4 separate regions of the Mus musculus genome follow, and regions 1, 3 and 4 are each linked to region 2. A link is a contact called in public HiChIP or PLAC-seq and Micro-C data. All regions are on one chromosome and are shown on one strand. The core of a region is the stretch at or near the end of the contact, and the rest is flanking DNA. Distances in the headings are between cores, read along the strand shown.

Region 1 (5,053 bases), core at 1,613-4,112, 250 kb before region 2:
CAGACCTGGAACTGCCACATCCTCCTCCCAGAGGCAGGGTGGTATATTCTTCTGCTAAATTCAGAACAAATGGAAGCCTCTTATTTTATCCCATAGTAAAGTCATGAGCTTTGCTTTTGTTTGTTTCCTCTGAATAAATATACTCTACTTTCTTTACACACACACATGCACACACACATGTATTCACACGTGAATGAAGACATACATGTGTACACACATGCACACACAAGCACATATACATATGCATGCATGCATACTCACATGAATGCACATACATGCACACATGTGTGTATACACACATGTAAACACATGAATGCACACATGTGTACACACATGCACACATATGCACACATGCATGCAAACACACTCTTGTACAGCATTCAGGACAGTGCTCTCTGTGGAGGTCACTCCACGGTGTCAGGTTTCTTCTGCCTAGAAAAGAAGGACAAAGTTATGCTTACCTTTCCTGGCAGTCAACCCTTGGCATTTCCTGGCATCTGGCCAGGAGGAAGCCCGTTCTCAGCAGGTGCACTGTACCTGATTGTGAAGTGGGCATCTAAGAGCATGGTGTCCCCCTAGCAGCCTGTGATCCAACACCTTGGCACCTAAGGCAGCTTTGGCGTGTGTACTTCTGTCACTTCTGTCTCTAGCTCTTAAGGCTGTTAAGTTCTGAAGCCTCCCACCCACAGCAAATGCAGATATTGACTTTGAGATTGGAAGGGAGCCTGGTTAGGACTCCATGAGCACACCATAGAAGGTACTGGAAGAAAAACAGCTCTTTCCCTCTAAGGTGGCCTCAGTGGCTGGGAGTACCTCCAACTAGCTTGTAAAACTGCTGGATCCCATTACTGGCTGGAAGGTGACTCTCTCAGCCATTGTGAGGCCTGGTCTTCACGTAACTGTTTTATGTCCCAGATGCTCTGCTCTGAATGGGGACTTGTGAACCATGTAACTTCCGTGTCTCTTTGGGAATTCCTGGAGGAAGCTGAGAGAGGAAGTTCATTTCCCTTCCTGGCTCCCTCAAACACTGTGAGACCAGCCCCCCTCCCCCCCACCACCACCACCGCAGAGGCTCACAGAGCACCCTGAGTCACACGCTAGCTGTTCTTCAAGCAGGCGCCTCTGGGAAGGATATCTGACTGCTCTGCTCTCCCCAGAAACCTGAATCACAGCATCTCCGGGGGCTGCTGGGAAATCCTGCCTGACAGTAAATCCGCTTTGTGTTTAACTGACCAGAACACAGGACTGATTTACTAGTTCAGAGCCCAAAGTGAGCTGATCTGCCTGAAAACTGATCTGGACGCAGGTCATCAGCCCAGGAAATGGAAGAAGTTGCCTGAAAGGCTAACAAATCTTCAGGGTTGAAATGATTCTCACTGCACGTCAGACATCCACTACTCCTTTATAGGCTTTGTAACTAAAATTTCACTCTCCACCCCATGCATGAGTGTATGTGTGTGCACACGTGTGCGCGTGCATGTGTGTGGTGTGTGTGTGTGTGTGTGTACACATGCACACATGTGCATGTGCAGTGCATATATAGGCCAGAAGGGAACTTTAAATCTCACTTGAGACAGAGTTTCTCATTGGCCTGGAGTTCTCCTAGCAGGCCAGGCTGGTGATGAGCCCCAGGAACACACGCCTGTCTCTGTCTCCTGAGTGTTGGGATTACAAGCTCACCTCAACAAACTTCACTGTGTGGGTTCTGGGATCAGAACCCGGGTCCCCAAACTTGCAGGGCAGGCACTTCATCGGCTGAGCCTTTGCTTGGTTTTTGCTTGGTTTTGTTTGGTTTTTGAGACATGCAGCCCAGGATGGTCTTGAACTTTGATTCTCCCTGCCTCTGTTTCCAGTTTCTGGGCTGACTGCCATGCACCACTAAGCTAGAGTGAGAGCTTCTGCTCTTCGTCCCATGAAAATTTGTCTACAAATGTTCTCCTTTGACAGACCCAAACCTTGAAGTTAACACTGCTCCCACATCACCTCTCATGGGCCATCCACCTTGTATTTCCTTTTTTGAGACCTGAGCCTCACCAAGTAGGCTGGGCTTCCCGGCCAGTGTGTGCCACCGATCCACCTCCCTCTGCCTCCTGAGTGCTGACACACCACTCCTGACTTTTGTATGTGGGTTCTGGGCCTCACACTCAGGGTCTTGTGTGTGTGTGGCAAGCGCTGTATCGACTGAGCCGTCTCCTCAGACCGTAGCTGCACCTGGCTTCCGAAGATGGGAAGCAGACAGAGACATTCCAGAAATAATCACCCGTTTTTTTGTTTTTGTTTTTGTTTTTGTTTTTTTGTTTTTGTTTTTTGTTTTTTTTTTGTTTTTTGTTTTTTGTTTTTTTTTTTTTTGTTTTGTTTTTTTTGCTTTATTCCAAGGAAGTGAAGACCTTGAGTTTGGAAAGACAGGGGTGGGGACAGCTGTGGTGAGACTGATGGGTGCTCAGAACAGGGAGATGTGGGGCTCCTCAGTGAACCCCACCAGCTGCCCTTTTGACAGCTCTCTTTGAGGATATTTATCCTCAAGCAAAGAGCGGTGTCACTGTTGGTTTGAAGATAAGTGTTTGCTGCATCAGGGTTAGAGACTTGGAAATTCTTGCCGGCTTTGATCACACAGAGGGGGGTGGGGGTGGGGGGATGGTCCCGGAGCAGGCCTTCCTGTGGTTTCTCCCACACCCTCTCTGAGGTGTGGTTTCTCAGTCTTTGTTGATCTCTCCTCGTCCTGGACTGGTCCTCATCCCGGGGTCTCACTCAGACACGTGGTTAAGAGGTGCTATTTCTCTCCAGGCCCCAGAGTTCCAGGAATAAAATTCCAAGCGGAAGCTGAGGCTTTGTGGCTGCACACACCCCCGGCTGCCACATGAGGGCACTCTCCATCCACTTGATTTCCCTCTGCAGCCTCTCAGAGGCTTCCCTTTATTTGTGCTGTCTTATGAAAGGGGAGTTGATCCCACATCAAAGCCCTCTCCCTGTTAGAAACCTCCCTCCCATCCCCCATCAGGCTGATGTCCTTTAGTGTCCTCTACAGCCAGTGAGCCTGTTACACTAACTTCTGTCCTAAGGCATCCCTCCCCACCCCCTTCCCACCCATCCCACAGTTGAGTCGGGAGCCTTGGGAAGGACAGGCAGAAAAGATAAGGTCTCCAGGGGGGCAGAAAACACTTGTTTTACAATCTGGTGAGGATAAGGAATTTCCGGCGATACTTTCTCTGTCACTGGGAGAAAGCAGCACTGGCCTTGGATTGTTCTTGCAGCTTCCCCAGATGGGTAGGACAACGTTAGGAACACAGGGACTCTAACCACTTTCCGTTTACCCCAGACCCAGCCCTGTCCCACCCAGCCCAGCAGAGATGCCAATTTGGAACAGAGCCTCATACTGTGTAACCCAGATTAGCCTCAGACTTCCAGCTATCCCCCTGCCTTAGTCACCCAAATGCTGGAATTCCAGGTTGGAGCCACCAGGGCCCAGCTCAGCTTCAGCCTCTTTGTTCCCTTCCGGGGCTGGTTCGTTCTTGTCACCCCTACACCACCAACCTCCCCCCTCATGTTTCTCTGAGTGCTCCAGCCTCTGCTTTGACCCTGAGGAGAACTAGTTGACCTGAGACCAACCCAGCCTCAGGCTGATGGAGACCTGGTGGTGTCACTGAGAAGGTCATTCCAGAGAGTGGGCTCTCTCCATCCCTCAGATGTTTCAGAGGAGGTGGGAACGTCCCTTGACATCCCTAATAAACAGTCCTGGAATAAATGTTTATTAATGCAGCAGAGAGCACTGGTCTCATGATCCTTTAATGCTGTAGCCGCCACAGCCTAGAGGAAGAGGATAGGCCCTGGAGGAGCAGCTCCATTTGAGGTACAGTCTTGCTAATCACAGGCTTGTCCCTCCAGGCTGCCCAGGAGCCAGCAGAGGTGACAGTGTGTGCTTGTGATAAGGGCCCAGCCACATCTAGTGAAAATAGTTCCTTGAGAGGGAAGCTGATCTGTTGTTTGAGTCTTTGTTAGATAATGATGAATGAATGCTGGACCTTCTTCACCATTGCAGTCGGAGCCAAGGCATTATCTATGGGAAGGCTGGCAGCCATCTTGCTACCTAACAGGGAGACTCAGGCCAAGTTCCTCATCAAGACGCAACAGCGAGACCAGAACCTCTTACTTACTTGTGCCTGACGTAGAGGCTCCATCAGGACGTTCTGTTCAGTCCGTTCTAGTTCCTACACCCCTAGGAAGGAAACGCCTGTCTCTCTCTCTCTCGGGCATAGAACCAAGGTGGCCAAGCCATGTGCTTTAAGCCGAGGCAGTCAGCAGTACAGCACTGGTTTGGATCCATTCCTGTTTATGACATAGTATTTTGCAATTAGAAGCATGCTTGCTAATGTGCAGGAACCGAGCCCAGAAGTAGTCCCTCCTTAGAGTACCACATCTTGGCAGGAAGCATCAGCAGGTGTGTATCTAGAAGAGCTGTTTCTAGCACCTTCTGTAGCAGTCAGCAGTAGAAGATCCATATACCTCTAGCTCCCCCATGTGTGGTGTGGTCCCCTTTCCTGCCCGTATGTCAGCCTGACCTCTCTCACCTGAAACGTAGCCTAGTTAGTTTCTTGGCTTCCATGCAGTTCTCACACAGCAAACTTCCGAGTCTCTGTCCTATCCAATCAAGGAGCCCCCATTTTGATCTTATCTCACTACAAGGTTCCAGAGCAGCGTCACTCAGTGCTGTCCATGTAAACAGAGTCGAAGTGAAAAGCTGTCCTGATAAATCCGGCGGGCCACTCCATCAGTGGGAGGTGTGGTGAGCTGATCAGCAGGGAGAGCGCTCACAAGGGAGCAGACATTCCGGAGAACATAGTGTGCTAGTGAGCCGTTCTCACGGCTGTGACCAAGAACCTGACAGCAGAGAGTTGACAGGGGGAGGATTGATTCCACCTCGTGGTATCAGAGGGAACCACCGTCCATCATGTTAGGGTAGACAATACAGAAGCGTTCTTCACTTTCTAGTAGGCCAGGAAACAGACTGAATGGCGAGCAGGCCTGGACTATAACCTTCACATTCCACCACCCCCAG
Region 2 (5,295 bases), core at 2,772-5,271:
GCAGCAAACACTCTTACCAACCGGCTCACCTCTGCAGCCCGAGAGTCACATTTTAATGCATTAACTATTTCAAAACTATTTCATCCTGTTCTTCCCTGACCATGTGCAGCCTGTAAGGGGCAGTGCTGCAGAGTGCTCCCCGAGGTGCCCCGGCGAAAAGTGGGCATGTCTCTCAGTGAGTGGGCACGGCATCAGAGTTCAGGCAAGTCTGGAGTTGGGCGCATGATGCAGGGACATCATAGCTTCCTGGGTGCAGGAGGTTAAGGTGCTCCCTGGGGGAGCTCAGTGCATATGGGCACAGCTAGCTGAAGGAAGAACACGCCCTGAGAAAGATGGTACTTCCAGTCAGATCACGAAACACTTCACTCTATACAGACAGACAGCTATTCCTTTCGGTGCCAGTGGGAACTTCTCTCTTTCATGCTTTGTTTCCCCCCCCCCACCCCCCAGTAATTGCCTTAACGGTGCTGACAGACCATCCATTCAGCTCACACTCTACTCTTCCCACTTTCATTGGGAGCAGACAGGAAGAACGGGGCTCCCCACTGGCTTCCTATTGTTTCTACCATACGTTTTGCTTTTTAGATTATTTTATGTGTGTGAAAGTCTTGCCCGGATGTGTGTCTGTGAACCACATGCATGCAGTGCCCATAGAGGCTAGAAACGAATATCTGATCCATCTATTGCTTTCCATGGCCTGAGAGAGTTGAGTCACTGAGCACCCAAATCTAAACATCAATAGTGACAACTGGACAAAGACTTCTGAGAGTCGGCAATGACCCTAAGTAGCAAATCTTCCCAGAATTCCCCCTTCCTCTCTACCCAAACACTAGCATGTTCATTTTCCCTCTGCTTCTGTCCCATATGTTGTGTCTGCTGCAGACTCACCAGGCTTCAGTGGGTGACTTAACCTTGGAAAGCCATGGTCCCTGCATGGGTTTCTCATCCAGTGACAGAGTGCTCCCTTTTACTAATGGCGGCTGTCACTCTGCACCCTTCCCCCCACCACTCCAATCACATCATCATCCATACAGCCTCTGGCATAGAATACTTGATCTTCTCTCCAGCAGGAGTGAACCTTTCCATCTGAAAACTGCCTTTAGTGCTGTTTACCACCAGACTCTTGTCACCACATCTTGATTTCCTGATCTATAAAAGGGGGAGGGAGAATACATACTCAGGGCTGGAGATACAGCTCAGCAATAGAGTGCTTGCCTAGCATCTACAGACCCTGGGCTCCATGGCCAACACACACATATACACAGACACACACATAGATATACACACACACATACACAGACACACACAGAGACACATACACAGACACACACAGAGACACATACACAGACACACACAGAGACACACAAACACACAGAGACACACACAGATACACACACACATAAGCATATATAAACACATACACATATGCACAGAGACACACATACATACACAGGCACACAAATACACACATATACACACATAGACACACATAAACACATATACATATACACAGAGACACACATACACACACACAGAGACACACATCACACACACACACACACACACACACACACACACACACACACACACACACGGCAAAAGAGTGCAGCAGCTGGCCATATCTCAAGAAGTCAAGAAGCAGAGAGCTGAGGGCTGGCTCTCTGGTGTTCAACTCCTGTTTCTTTTTAACCATTCCAAACCTGCAGCCCCTGAGGCAGTGCTATCTACACTGAGGGTAGCTTCTCTCCTCAGTTAATCCTCTCTAGAAACAAAGGCGTGCTCAGATGTGTGTGTCTCCTAGGTGATTCTAAATCTCTTCCAGTTTACAATCAAGATGAGCTATCCTAGGGGCCGGCAAGATGGCTTGGGGGTTCCGAGCACTTGTTGCCCTTCAGCATGGTATCTCTCAGCACCCATGTTTGGCAACTCACAATAGCCTATACTCCACCTCCAAGGGGATCTAATGCCTCTGACCTCTGAAGGCATGTGCATGTACACACACACACGCACACACACACACACACACACACACACACACACACACACTCTAAAGACCCACCAATCCCTATGGTATACTATAGAAGGGCCTTCACTTTCACAGTCAAAGATGAAAAGATGATGCACACACACGTGCAATGTGTCCATATTTCTGTGAAGTTTTACTTTCTATTCATCCCTGCAGCAAAGCTCTGATGTGGGTCTGATCAACTGCACTCTTTTGCTGTGTGTGTGTGTGTGTGTGTGTGTGTGTGTGTGTGTGTGTGTCTGTATTTGTGTGTGTGGCTGTGTGTTTGTGTGTGCATGTGTGGCTGTTTGTATATGTGTCTGTGTTTATGTGTGTGTCTGTGTATGTGTGTGTGTGTTTATGTGTGTCTGGTCAGAATTTGCAACCAACTCTTCTCTTTTTTTTGCTTCCCTTCCACTTGAGTGACCAGTAACCCAACCACTAACACTATTCTCTAGGATTATATTCATTTTGAAAGCTACCTCAAATCTATTGGAGATCAAGAATTAAGTGTGCTAGTAACAGATAATGAATACAATGAAAGTGAATCGGAAGGCAGCCTGCGGTACTATCCTGCCTGTCGGGCATGCTTCCAAACTGGAGGAGAACTTGGTAGCACTTCTAAAGACTACTGAAGTCCAGAGGACCCTTTAAGGCTCTGGACGACTGATGGGGATGCTGGGAGAGCAGGAAGTACGGCCACATGCAGGAGGCCGGAAGCCTAAGAATGAGGAGCTGTCAGGCCCGGGAAGGAGACGGATGATGGTGAAGGCTGACAGGAGGACGAGACAGCAGAAGGTCAAGAAGTGGTTTCTCAGAAGGGCCAGTGTTGTGGGAAGTGCTGAGCATTCAAAGCATCCTTGCTTCATTATTTCTAGAGCAGGAGAGAAAATGGTGGGGTCAGAGTGAGCGGCAGAATGTGTAGGTTCACAGAGGTCACTCACGAGGTAGCAGTCATCACCCACAAGGTCTATGGCATTATCTCCTGTGGGAAGAGAAAATGGGGCTTCTGCCTGGAAAGCCAGAGTCATAGTACTGTAGTTCAAAGCACCTCCAACAAGCCTGTCTGGTCTGGACTGAACCTGTGGCCAGATGGACAATCACAGACACGCTAACCCTGGAGGGCATATGTCAGTTGTCTGACACAAGACAGATCCTCCCATAAAGGAGAAGCAGGAAGTCAGTGCTGGTCTCCTAGGCAGTCTCTGTCACAGATCACTGGCTGCCTGCTGGATTGTGATGTGCGCTCCATTGGCTCAGTGCTGTGTGTGCTCTGACGCTGCAAGCACGAGGGGCACAGGGCTTTCAGTGTCCCCTTCTCCTGCTACCTGCCTCTTCTGGGCACAGACCTGGATCCTGGCTTTAGCCTTCTGACCCTACTTCTTCTATTTCTGTCTCCTGTTTTAGATAGACTGTGTGGTAGTCCACGTGACAAGTGACAGTTGCCAGGGCTGAAGGGACCATCTCTAGGGACATGTTTTTATTCAAAGTCCCTTACCTGTGACAGATACAGTCCTGGTAACTTAGCTGTGGCCAGGTTAGACTTGTGTATACCCTGAGGAGCTGTTTATTTCTGTTTTGTTTGTGTTTTGTTTTGTGAGAAACATCCTTTGGATTGCCAGGTACTCATAACCCAGAGACCATGACCTGTGCTCCTTCCTGACTTGCCATTCCTACTGGCCCTCAGCAGCCAGCACCCCAACCTCCAAGGCTAGGCCTTCAGCCTCACAGAGGCCACAGCGAGCAAGCAGCAGCAATGCCGGGGAAAGGTGAGACTTTGCCAGTTCTATGGCTGAAATCTAAGTGGGAACCTTATGAAGGGGAAGACAGGAAGCCCCTGCCACTCCGGTGAGTCTCTGGGTGGCTCTGTGAGTCCAGGAAGTGAAGAGGGCTCCCTGTACACAGCTGCTTATGCAATGCATTGGATTATGAGCTCAGCAGGGGCCAGAAGGGGCGCATTTGCAAAAGGAGACATCAGCTCCTCCTGCAGACCCAGGAGGAGGTAATGCTGAATCATGCGCTGTGACTCAGGAGCAGCCATTAGCTGGCCCGGGAGTGGACAGAAAATGAGTACAATTGTGTACTCCTTCCAGAGAGCTTACAAATGAGGGCTGGCAGCCCGGCTGACAGATCTAGGTCTGTTACTGAACACCGGAGACGACCTGCCTAATCACGATTTGGGAGGTTTCAACAGAGCAAGAGAAATGTTTCCACCCAACAAACCCTCGGACGCCACAGCAGGACAGAGCAAAACTCCATTAAGGGGAGGCAGCTCAATCAGTAAAATGCTTGTCCGCAACCATGGGAACCCGAGTTTGGATCCCCAGCATTGCAGAAAAGGTCAGGTACAGTGTTGTTGGGAACCTGTGATCCTGCCTACCAGGGAGACAGTAAAGAGAGTCTCCTTAGGCTGGCAAACCAAGCAGCCTAGCTGAATCAGGGCACTCCAGGTTCACTGAGAGATGCTGCCTCAAAAATAAGTAAACAAACAAACAAACACGGTGGAGTATGAATAGGGGAGACGGGCCCTGGACCTCTTGCTTCGCCACGCGCATGCGCAAGTCCTGCCTCTGACTCAGCCTCTCTTTCTGCTCCCACACTAACGCAAGGACAAGGACGACAAAGTCATTTATTGGCTCTGGTTTCATTTGTTCTGTAAACAGAGCAGTTTCCTAAGGCGACTGGTTTAATAGATGTTAACTCTTTCGTTGACCATCCCAGATCTCAGAGGCACAGGGGATCTTGGCTGAGCACGGAGAGAACGCTGTGTGTGTGTGTGTGTGTGTGTGTGTGTGTGTGTTGGGAGGCGGGGTGGGAAGGAGTTAGGAAAGGGAGAGACCACCACCAATAAACCAGCCGAATAAGTCAGAGGACCACCTGCGCTTTCAAAAGTGTGGGATGCCACTGTGACCTACACACATCCTTCCTCTTTCTGTGGTGGATTGATGTGAGAGGGACCACCTCACTGTGGGCAGTGCCATGCCTGGGCTGGGTTCTGGATGCGCTAAGAAAGCAGGCTGAGCATGCCTCAGGGAGCAAGCTAGTAAGCAGCACCCTTCCATGACTTCTGCCTCAGCTCCTGTCCCCAGGCTCCTGCTTTGAGTTCCTGCCCTGACTTCCCTCAACTACAAGCTATCAGATCAAATAAGCCCTTTCCTCCCTAAGTTGCTTTTGATTGTGGGGTTTACAATAGCCATAGAACCCCTAAGACAGGAAGTACTGAGAAACTATGTAAAGAGAGGAACCAGGACCTCTAAATGTCGATGCACGTTATCCATGACTTCTGAACG
Region 3 (5,199 bases), core at 1,950-4,449, 140 kb before region 2:
CAGAACATCAGAGCTGCACTGCACAAGCCAACTACCCATCACTTGGTGACACAATCTCATGAAGCTGCCGTCTCAACTGATGTCAATGTGTGGAGTGTGACTGTATGAAAGATGTGTTCGTGAGACCCTGAAGCACCCCCTCCCTTCCACAGAATGAGAAAGGACTGCAGTGTGGGCCAGCGGAGTGGTGGTGGCAACATTGAAGATGGAGAGGGTGGAGCTGTACCATCAGCGGGTGGCGGTAGCGCCCCTAATGGCGAGAGCCGGGACGGCAGCACAGAACAACCCAGGAAAGGAGGCACCCAGCAGTGGTCCTCACCCCGTGGAGAGGCTCAGAGGGCAGGTGAGTGCCCAGGGCCACAGGGCAGACATCATGAAATAATGTGATTCCTAATCTCCAGGGCCTCTTTGCTGTAATCAAGGCACATAGGGTCAGTGGCTGTGGCTGTTAGAAGAGGACTTGCTCAACTGATGCTCTCTGGCTGGCTGGGTCCAGCTTTCATCTACCGGTGTTCATTTCCTTGGGCAGCCATTTGTCTCCCTGCCCACCAGACATGCCACTCACTCTGTCTCTCTCAGTGCTGCTTCACTGAATGCATCTTGGGTATGGCATACTGTAGCCACAGACCTGCGTGGTGTCCTTTTCTGTCTGTAGGCAGTCCTCTGCTCCTCAGAAGCTGTGTGACCACCAAAATTCCAAGGTAGGAAGAACTAGGGTGGAAGGGTACAATCCGAACAAGCAGAGGAATGGCCTAGGAGCTGAGTCTAAACCTTAAAACCCTATTTCTACTTGCCACGGAGCACACTATAGCAGATGGACAAGGCTCTGATGCCGGCTGGGTGAGGAGATAAAGATAGACAGAAAATACACAGATAGATGATAGATAGATAGATAGATAGATAGATAGATAGATAGATAGATAGACAGACAGATAGACAGATAGAGACAGAAGATATATAGATAGATGATAGATAGTTAAACATGGAGATAGTTGAAATGATAGGAAGGAAGATAAGATAATAGGTACTCTAAATGACATATATCAATAGATGACCAGTATACATTAGGTAGTTAAGGTATATAATATATACATGTATGTGTATGTATGTATGTATGTATGTATGTATATACATATGTAGTAGAGAATTGTGTGTATATATATACATATATATATATATGTATATATATATACGCACACACACACACACACACACACACACATGTATATATATACACACAGAGAGAGATGATATAATATGAGATGGTAGATAATAGGTACACAGATGAGGAAAGGTGAGAATTGGGGACCATAAAGAGGAGATGGACAGTAGATAACAGGAAGGTTGGTAGGTGGGTGATTGATGGCACAGCAAATACAGCAGTCAGCTGCTCAGAAGCCAACACAGCTCCACCATCCACCAGCTGCTGCCACGCTGAGCCCAGCACAGCGCCCATGGTCCCCAGTCGCCCCGAGGTCCATGTTGCTTCCCTAGGCTTTGATTTGATGGGACAAACGTGTCTCAAGGATACACGGGTGATTTTCCAGAAAATCTCGTGAGCACCTGCACTTTCTTGTTCTTGTTGCTGGCACATCTGGCCAGAGCGAGTGTGTCAGAGGCCCTGGCAGGCCCTTCTTGGTGAAGGAATGGCTTTGCCTTTTCAGGGCCGAGCAGTACCCTTAGCTGCTGAAGCCAGTTCAAGACCCAGGCTATGGCAGTTCCCCCTCCCCCCTTACCACCAGATGAAGAGGGCCTGCGTTGATGCAAGATATTTGAAAAGCTAAAGCCGGGCATTGGTGGCACATCCCAGCACTTGAGAGGCAGAGGCAGGCGGATTTCTGAGTTCGAGGCCAGCCTGGACTACAGAGTGAGTTCCAGGACAGCAAGGGCTACTCAGAGAAATCCTGTCTTGAAAAACAAAACAAAACAAAAAAGCTAAAGCAGGCAATGGTTTGATTATTGCTTCTTAAAACTATTCTGAGTCCAGCCCAGCTCTGAACTAAAATACCCCAGAGCCTGGGCTCCCAGCCCTCAAATCTAATCAGTCCTAGGCTGAGGCTCTCCCAGCCCTGACCTAGCTTGTGGTGTCTTCCTTGCTCTGCGTCCCATGTGATCTGTACTACAGAGACTGTTGGCACAGTGCCAGTCTTAGGATACCACATGAGGGTCCTTTACACACTCCATGGCTCTAGACCCTCAGGAGTGTTCTGTCTTCCCTTCCCAGATGGAGATACAAGGCACAGAGAAGGCAAGTTACTACCCTTAGGTACCCAACTAGTAAGCAGCCAAGCTGGGATTCTGAGGAGGAAGGACAGTCCCTGAGCCCCTATTCCTACCCACTGTGGTCTCCCTTTGGCTGCTATCCTGTCCTAGCCCTGACAGTGTTGAGCCCCAGGACACCCACACACTCCCAGCCTCCCATCTGTACCCCTGGCTACACCTCTGACTGCCATAGCCTTGCCCTGCCCCCTGGCTGGCAAGGGGCCCACTTAACAGTGGCCATCCTTCTGGTGGGTAAAACTGACAATCCATTCCCCCTGAAGCAACTCCCTCCCTACTGTGGGCAGGAATGGAGACAGGAACATGGTAGATAGCCAAGATCCCCACCCCCACCCCCAGGCCTAGCAAGATGAGGTAATTGGGCACTGCAGCCGAGCCTGTGTCCAGCAGACTGGGAGAACAAGGAAGGCAGAGAGGAGACACGCTCCTTCCCCTTTCAAAGAAAGAGCTAATGGCTGTGTTTCTCTTCCTTCGCCTCTAGAAGCACACAAGTTCATGCTCTTCACAGAGAAGCCCAATCGACTAACTCAGGAGAGAGAGTCCCTCAGGGGGGTGGGGAGCACGCAGGCTCAGTCTGCATCTGATCATCAGAGCGGCAGACTGTGCTCGGAGGGAAGCGGCTGGGCAGTAAACTTCAAGGTCTGCCCAGCTCCCCATGAGCCACATCTTCCAGGGAGCTGCCACCACCCAAAAGTTCCAGCCTCCCAAAACAGCACCACCAACTGGATGCCACTCCCGAGCCTGGGGGAGCCAGCTCTCCTTCAGACCCTAAGTGCTAGCTGTCATGTGATAGAAAGGCACGCAGCCACAAAAGGGTGAGAAACATGCCTCTGGGAAGAGCAAGGTAGGAAGGAGTCAGGCGCTCAGCTGTAGTGAGTGTACAGTTCTAGCAGGACCGTTCACCACTCCTCTGACTGACAGGAAACTGTCTTACAAGAGACTCGCCATGATGGGCTCACCTCCCATGACTGCCCTGCCTTGTCTTTGCTCCTTGCCTTGGTTCCTGTCTTTCCTTCCAGTTCTGATCCTTTGTCAGAAGCCGAGAGCGCTGGTGCCTGGCCAGAATCCAATAAGCAGGCCAGCCTAGGCCACCACACCGAAGTGCTGGGCACTTCACACTCGTGCCCACTGCCAGGAGTTCCATGTGACAACCTCACACAGTTTCTCACAAGTCAGAGTCACCTCATCACGCTAAACAGTAAACATCACAGGAGAGATAGCCTCGCATTGAGCCTGATGACCTACTTACAAGTGGATACAAACCCATCACTAGCCTGAGTCCACACCAGAGAGAAGGGCTGCTATTTTATATCACTAAGGATTCTCGCCACAACCTCCCAGCAAATGATCAAAGACAAAGCAAACGTAATGAACCAAGGAGCGTAATTCACATTGCATTTCCATTCAGGTCTGAAGGTTTTTCCCTAGAAATGCTCATGATGTGATAATGCGGCCGTTGGAAAAAAAATAAGTTAATTGTAAAATAATGAGTCTGGGAAGCGCGGTGATTTTAACGTGGCTTTCTTGATGCTCAGTGTTGTTTGTAAAATTAAAATTGAGAAAAAAAAAAAGAAGAGCAATGAAAAGCTGAAAGAGCATGTGAGGCAGAACTAGGAAGACGGCTCAGTGTGTACAAGGCATGCTGCCTGAGCCTGGGTCCAAGTTCAGATCCTCAACAGCAGCCCTTAATCCCAGCACTGTGAGGCAGGTAGAGAGGAGGACCCCTGGGGCTTGGTGGCCAATCACCATGGAACAAAGAGCAATAGAGGATGACGCCTAGCATCAGCTCTGGCCTCACCACACACATGTGAATGTGCACACAAGTATAACACACACACACACACACACACACACACACACACACACACACAAACACACAGAGTAGCTGACGCTTCAGGACTAGGGAGGCCCTTTGTCTTGCATGGACTATGTATAGCTCCCTTTTGATGCTCTGTAGGCATCTTTTCCTTGCTCTTTGGATCAGCAGAAGGCCCTGCCTAGTGTGGGTGAAGAACACTGACCTGGGGAGGGCTTTAGACAGAGATCAGCTTTAGAAATCACAGAAGCTTGGCCTTTCTGGACTCCTTGCTCACAATATCCACCCTTTTAGAAGAAGCCATATCGGACTGGCTTCTCAACGGGGACCTTCAGGGCCAAGGCAGTTCCCTTGTGCTCAAGACAGAGAGGCCCCGGGCAGCTCAGCCCAGAGAAGCCAGCACCAGTTCTGGGGACCCCATACATCACCTCAAGTTGAGACTTCCATCTTCACAGCCCAGAGGAAACCCAGGCAGGTCGCCAATAAATGCCCTTTGGAAAGGAAGACACCGTCACTGTGACCAAAGGTTAAATGGTCACCTCCAACCACTGCTGGGTCTCTCCGGGTGGACCTGGCTTTCCTGGACACAGGTTGTGCAGGTGTCTGCAACACCACACAGATATGGGTATCCCTGGCCATCTGAGACAAAAATGCTCCGTTTCTAAGATTTAAAAAGGTTTTATTTCTTGACCGGCCACATTTATGGAGTGCAGAATGACACTCTGATGTGTATCCACCTTGGGAAATGATCAAACCAGGGTAATTAGCACATATAGCCCCTCCCACAGCCGTCATCTCAACGTGAGGCACCTTTAGACTCTTCTATCCAGCTGCTGTGAGATGTTACCCCACTGTATTACAGAACCCCAGAGCTCTTACCCCTCTCTTGGCTTGGTATCAGTTTCCTGGACAGACAGTAGTCATACACAACATCAGAAAGATTCCACTGGAGTCTGACAAGATGGCTTGGTAGTTAAGTGGACTTACTGCTTTTACAAAGGACCAGAGTTCTAGTCCCTTGTCAGACAGCTCACAACAGTCCCAGGGCACGGACACTTCTAGTCTCCAGGGGCACTGCACACGAGTACACATACACGCAGATG
Region 4 (5,043 bases), core at 860-3,359, 200 kb after region 2:
TGTGAACGGCTGGACCTGTCAGTAGTCACTCCTGCGCGCGTAGTTTGCTTTCTTGTAGTTGCTCTGCTGCAGTCAGTCAGTCTACCCTCCCCGATAGAGCCCCCGATGCTGAGTGCCAGCAGGATCCTGTGTCCGACACCAGATCTGTTTATCTTTGTACAGAACCTCTGATAAAGTGTCTTGTATTTAACACTCTTATTTAAGCTTATTTAACCCTAACTTGTTAATTTTATATGATTTTTGTTTCACCTGCGCTAGCTGTAAGGCGGGAGGCAGGCAGGCAGTGACTGAGCTCACCTGGACCTGACTGAAGCAGGTGGGCGAGCTGAGGACCGGATGCTGCTGGCTAACACGTTGTTTGTATTGCTTCTCCATTTTTAACTGTTATATTTGAGATGAACATACATTTTGCTTTTTTAATAAATGTTCAAAAGAAGTCAACATCAGAAGCAGTGTTGCCTGTCTGTGTGGACTGTGACATGTCGGTCATCCCTGTGGGCTCATTTCGGACCCTGGTCCATATTCAGGACTGTCTAGCCACCTCTTAGTCTCCTGCTGGTTCAGAGGGCTAGGGATTCACTACTACATGTCACATACACGACTCTCTCAGCTTCAGGTCCCCTTGACCCTGAGAGTGTCCATCCTCAGAAGGTGTCACATACACGACTCTCTCAGCTCCAGGTCCCCTTGACCCCGAGAGTGTCTGTCCTCAGAAGGCTCTGGTGTTTCCCATTGTATGAGCAGATAAACTTCGACTTGGGGTGAAATCTTGCTCAAGCTTCCTCATTAGTCAGTTGGTTTTAAGCCTGGGCTCACTGTGTGTGTGTGTGTGTGTGTGTGTGTGTGTGTGTGTGTGTGTGTATACAACCCAGGTTTGCCTGAGCTCAGTCTTCCTGCCTCAGCACCGGAGACCTGGACTTGCAGATTCGTGCCACCACATCCAACTTATAAGTTGGTGTTTCCTCCAGGAATTCAGAGTTGTTTGTAAGGCAGTTGTACGACAGACAAAACAGTAGCAGAAACTTAGCCGGAACCACATGTTTGAAAGCTTAGCCATGACAGCCATGTGTCTGTCCAGGACCTGGGGCACAACTGATCCAAGTCTTTGATCTAGAGCAGGTATGATCTTTAGAGTGCAGCCAAGCAGGTCGGGTGAGCGTGCCTTAGAGAAAATAAAGGCTCCAGATGAAAACAGCTGGAGAGCCATCCCAACTTTACGCATCACCGTGGTCCAAGACAGCAGTGTCTTCTTGAGGTTGTTAAGTCTTCCCTCATGTGTCTAAGACCAGAGTAGAGTCATCTGTCAAGTCCTGAGCCATGCCTCACACACAGGCAAGGTGACTGTGGTCCATTACTTTTCAAAAGTGATGTTTCCCCGTATCCAGGTTAGCCAACCATGGCTTCCTGCCCCTGGGGTACAGGTAGCTCTGCACAGCTTCGCAGTGGGCTAAACAGGCTTGGTGACCGACACCTCTTAACCACGCATGTTAACTTGCTGTGAGGACGCACTCCTACAAACTGATACTGGAATCAGGCCAATAAAGGAAATATCTTTGATTTCAGAATAATTAAGCAGGTGCTTGTTTCTCACCTTGTGGGGTGAACAGTTGTGTGTCAAAACCTTCCCAGTCTGTGGCAGTTGAAAGTAATTAGCATAGTGGGTTTTTTTTCCCCTGTACTACGGAGAAGGCTTATTAAAAACACAAGTTGCCATCAAAGGGCAACGGCAGAAGCCTGTTTTGCTGAGCTGCTCGGTTATCAATGAGGTAGAAGCAGCCCAGGACCCCACCCGTCCATCCAAATGCAGTTTGATTACAGGTCATTCACCAGGGAGGGCATCAGGCCATGGACGCCACAACTTCTAACCTGCAAAGCCTACAACTAGAGAGATGGCCGCCTGTGAGCATGAAGGCATGCAGGCTAGGGAGATGGCTCAGCAGGTAACGGCACTAGCCGTTCACACCTGATGGCCTGAGCTCTGTCTGTGGAACCCATACAGACTGCTGGACGCAGTGGCAGGCATCTGTGATCCCAACACTCCTGTGCAGAGGCGCTAGGAGACAGAATCATGTGATGGTGGCAGAGTGTTTGGATAAGTCACGTGCCCTTGCGAAACAGTAGCCTGAGACTCCTGAAGCTGACTCAGAGCCAACCCTCAGTGAGGAGGGAGGCACCGGCTCATTCTCTGGTTTGGAGAAGGAAGCTGTGGAGGTTCCTCTTGGAGCTGACTGTGCTTCCAGTCAAACGGAGAGCTCCATCTCCTTGGAGATGAATCATCTAGCCAAACCTCTGTGTCCCTCTTGACCCCAGTGGCAACTGTGCCACCTCACTGTAAATGAATGCACTTGTGAGAAGTTTCTGAAGGATCCTACACCAGCTCTGCTTCATTCAGTTTGTGCCTCGGGAGACCATTAAGTAGCTCTGGATCCTTGGAAACCGAGTCAGCCTGCGCTCTTAGCATCCCAGATGGAGGTGAGGGAGGCCCCAGGCAATGCTGCCTGCACAGACTGTGGGTTACACGTTAGAAAGAATCTAGGTCCGTCCTTTCGATGCATGTGAAGTTTTCATGTGGAAACTAAAAACCAGGACCTCGTTCTAGGGATGCACACAAGCCCGGGGCCTGCTCCGAGGAAAGAAAGCAGGAAATAACTGTCACAGCAAAGAAAACAGTAGTAGATGTGTACCCAAACCAGAGAAACACGCCTGCTTTTCACTGGCAGACTCCAAATAAGCCAGATGCTGAGCTGCCTGAAAATTAGGCACATGCAAGACTTCAGCAGGTGTCACCTCAGATGTCACATTTGTAGGTAACATGTAATGTGTGTGGCAGCCAGAGGACAACCTCATCTGATGTGCTTCGGATGCCATCCGGCTTGTGGGCTGTGAGGCCAGCCTCTCACTGCTCGGGGGGGGGGCTGGCCAGCAAACTCCAACCCTGGGAGTATCTGCACGTCATCACCCTGACTGTTGCGGCCACCTCGGCCGGCAAGGAAGACACAACACGGTCGGATTCTTCTCAACAGCCTTTATTGCAGGAATGCCTCGATGCTGCTATGGGGACCCCGGGCACCCAGGGAGGTCTGCTTATATACTCTCAGCCCCCATCCACTCACGGCAGGCCACGCCACCTCACCAGGCACACAGCTTCAGCCAATCAGGGTGGCAGGGGCATGTCTCCACCAAATATGGACTTGTTTACACCGCCAGCAGCATGGTGCACCTGCGCAGCTCTCATGATGGTCGTGGCTTATTTTCAGGTGTATGAGGAAGTCAGGTGCAAGTCATAAAACTTAGCTGCAGTCCCGGGCGCCATCTTGGGACTGCTGCCACACCCGCTCCTCACACCTGACTTTATTGTGGGTTCTGGGGGTACAGTGGAGCCCCCTACCCACACAGCAAGCATTTTCCTGGCTGAGCTCTCTCCCCTAGTCCCAAACATCACACACTTTCACTCCTGGACACGAGCCCCTCCCCCATCCAACTCATCCTTCGATGACACCAGATTTGCCAACTTCTGAAGTTGTCCAAGTCTTTGCTCAGCAGATAACAGAGTCAACCGAGAACGGCTGGACTTTTTTGGATCTGTCTGAGTCTTGCACAGCATCCAGTGCCAGAACAGCCGACGAGAAACAGTGAGCTCCTCCCACCGGGCTCATGTGAATCTCCCTTTGACCCCTGCACTGTCCTCAACTTACTGAAGAACAAAAGTAATTAAAAGTCAGACTTTGCCATCCTGGCCATCAGTATCCCTCCATCCGCCTATGAGGGAACGGTATGGGAAGCCTCCATGGAGCCTGAGAGCCAGGAGGAGGGCCATGCAGAGTGGAGGTGCCTCAGCCAATAATCTGAAGTCATTCAGGCTACAAACACACCTATAGAAGGAGACACGCTCCCGCAGAATATCCTAAAATCTCAGCTTCATAAAGGTAGCTCTGCCGTGTGAACGCACTCACTGGACGGGAATAGCAAGTCTGTGCGTTCCCACACGCATTTTACACGCACAGCTATTCTCAGAAGCTTTTAGTTTTGTTTTTAAATGTTCTGCCTGCATGAATGTCTGTGTACTGTATGGGTGCCTGATACCCTCAGAGGCCAGAAAAGGGGGTTGGATCCCCTGGAGCTAGCCTTACAGACGATTGTGAGCTGTCATGTGGGTGCTCGGAATCTAACCTGGGTATAGAAACAAAGGCAGCCATTGCTCTTAAACACCGAGTCATCTCTCTCCAGATCCTGTTTTAGTTTATTCTTATTGTATTAGTATTGAGTGTGTGTGTGTGTATGTGTGATCTGCTTGTTTGTATACATGCTACATGTATGTAGGGCTCAGAGGAAACAGTGTTTGGGGAGCTGGTGACTACAGTCCCCATATCTGTACATAGAACAAAAGGATTGAAGAGAGGCATAGAACTGTTGCTCCATATTTATGTAGCCATGTTCACAGTAGCTGGAAGATGGAGATCCCTCAGATATGGATCCCAGGAAACCAAAACACACACATTCATGATGGTCAGCGCTGTCAAGTTGACAGACCACTCTAGAAGCACCTAGGAAACAAATGTCCGGGAATGCCTGTGACGGGTTCTCTAGATTGGGTTGGCTAAGGGGAGATGTACCCTAAATGTGACACCATCCCATGGCTGAGGGGTGAACAGACTGAAGAGAAAGGAGACAGAGCTGAGCACCAGCTTTCTCAGTCTGTGTTTCCTGACTGCAGATGCCATGCGACCAGCCGCCACCTCAGGACACAGGCATGCTACTGCCTTGCTGCCTTTCCCCCTGGGAAGGACCACAGCCCCTGACTGAAATAATCCCGTCCATTGGTCACAGCAGTGAGGGGAGTAAGACAGCATCCAACAGAGCATTATTCAGCCTTATAAAGAAAGATGGCCATGTGTTTTAATATGGATGTGGACATTATGCAAAGTGAGATAAGCCAGCAGCCCAGACCAGTGATCATGTGACCCCTCTTATAGGAAGTGTGGGTATTGGAGCGGTCAGACTCACATATACAGAAAACGGAGCTGCAGAGCCCAGGGAAGGGAG

What was found. A called contact is a pair of places that touch in the nucleus more often than the background predicts. HiChIP or PLAC-seq counts read pairs in DNA pulled down with a chosen protein or histone mark.
Region 1: an H3K27ac HiChIP or PLAC-seq map of trophoblast stem cells shows a contact between it and region 2, with 2.8 times the contacts expected there. The contact joins two enhancer-like sites. A contact is called at or near these places in 1 of 15 datasets of contacts at CTCF or cohesin (pro-B cells), 3 of 484 Hi-C or Micro-C datasets (the HL-1 cell line, embryonic stem cells and nephron progenitors), 4 of 115 datasets of contacts at active chromatin or transcription factors (the NIH/3T3 cell line, embryonic fibroblasts, oligodendrocyte precursor cells and 1 more) and 1 of 9 other capture datasets (embryonic stem cells).
Region 3: a Micro-C map of palatal mesenchyme shows a contact between it and region 2, with 2.2 times the contacts expected there. The contact joins two enhancer-like sites. A contact is called at or near these places in 1 of 484 Hi-C or Micro-C datasets (palatal mesenchyme) and 2 of 115 datasets of contacts at active chromatin or transcription factors (double positive thymocytes and embryonic stem cells).
Region 4: a FOXA1 HiChIP or PLAC-seq map of pancreatic cancer cells shows a contact between it and region 2. The contact joins two enhancer-like sites. A contact is called at or near these places in 3 of 115 datasets of contacts at active chromatin or transcription factors (bone marrow-derived macrophages, embryonic stem cells and pancreatic cancer cells) and 1 of 9 other capture datasets (embryonic stem cells).

The regions. Positions count from the first base shown.
Region 1 is chr8:125,868,815-125,873,867 of GRCm38.p6, reverse strand. All of the region lies in intron 8 of Pcnx2 (pecanex homolog 2), which reads left to right. Among named protein-coding and RNA genes, the nearest start is that of Gm46061, 19 kb to the right of the region's middle. Within about 2 kb of position 2,862, at least 67 of the 459 cell types and tissues checked have an H3K27ac peak or open chromatin away from gene starts, as enhancers often do. A contact at or near this core is called in trophoblast stem cells, where this site is marked.
Region 2 is chr8:125,618,422-125,623,716 of GRCm38.p6, reverse strand. No RefSeq gene overlaps it. Among named protein-coding and RNA genes, the nearest start is that of 4930567H12Rik, 36 kb to the right of the region's middle. Within about 2 kb of position 4,021, at least 149 of the 459 cell types and tissues checked have an H3K27ac peak or open chromatin away from gene starts, as enhancers often do. A contact at or near this core is called in bone marrow-derived macrophages, palatal mesenchyme, pancreatic cancer cells and 1 more, where this site is marked.
Region 3 is chr8:125,754,256-125,759,454 of GRCm38.p6, reverse strand. Pcnx2 (pecanex homolog 2) reads left to right here. Exons shown (of 34, transcript NM_175561.4): 32 at 153-343. It overlaps Gm39285 (a long non-coding RNA gene), which reads right to left. Exons shown (of 2, transcript XR_003947615.1): 2 at 4,759-5,199. Among named protein-coding and RNA genes, the nearest start is that of Gm39285, 4.6 kb to the right of the region's middle. Within about 2 kb of position 3,199, at least 49 of the 459 cell types and tissues checked have an H3K27ac peak or open chromatin away from gene starts, as enhancers often do. A contact at or near this core is called in palatal mesenchyme, where this site is marked.
Region 4 is chr8:125,413,472-125,418,514 of GRCm38.p6, reverse strand. It overlaps Sipa1l2 (signal-induced proliferation-associated 1 like 2), which reads left to right. Exons shown (of 22, transcript NM_001357372.1): 22 at 1-447. Among named protein-coding and RNA genes, the nearest start is that of Gm30713, 30 kb to the right of the region's middle. Within about 2 kb of position 2,109, at least 52 of the 459 cell types and tissues checked have an H3K27ac peak or open chromatin away from gene starts, as enhancers often do. A contact at or near this core is called in bone marrow-derived macrophages and pancreatic cancer cells, where this site is marked.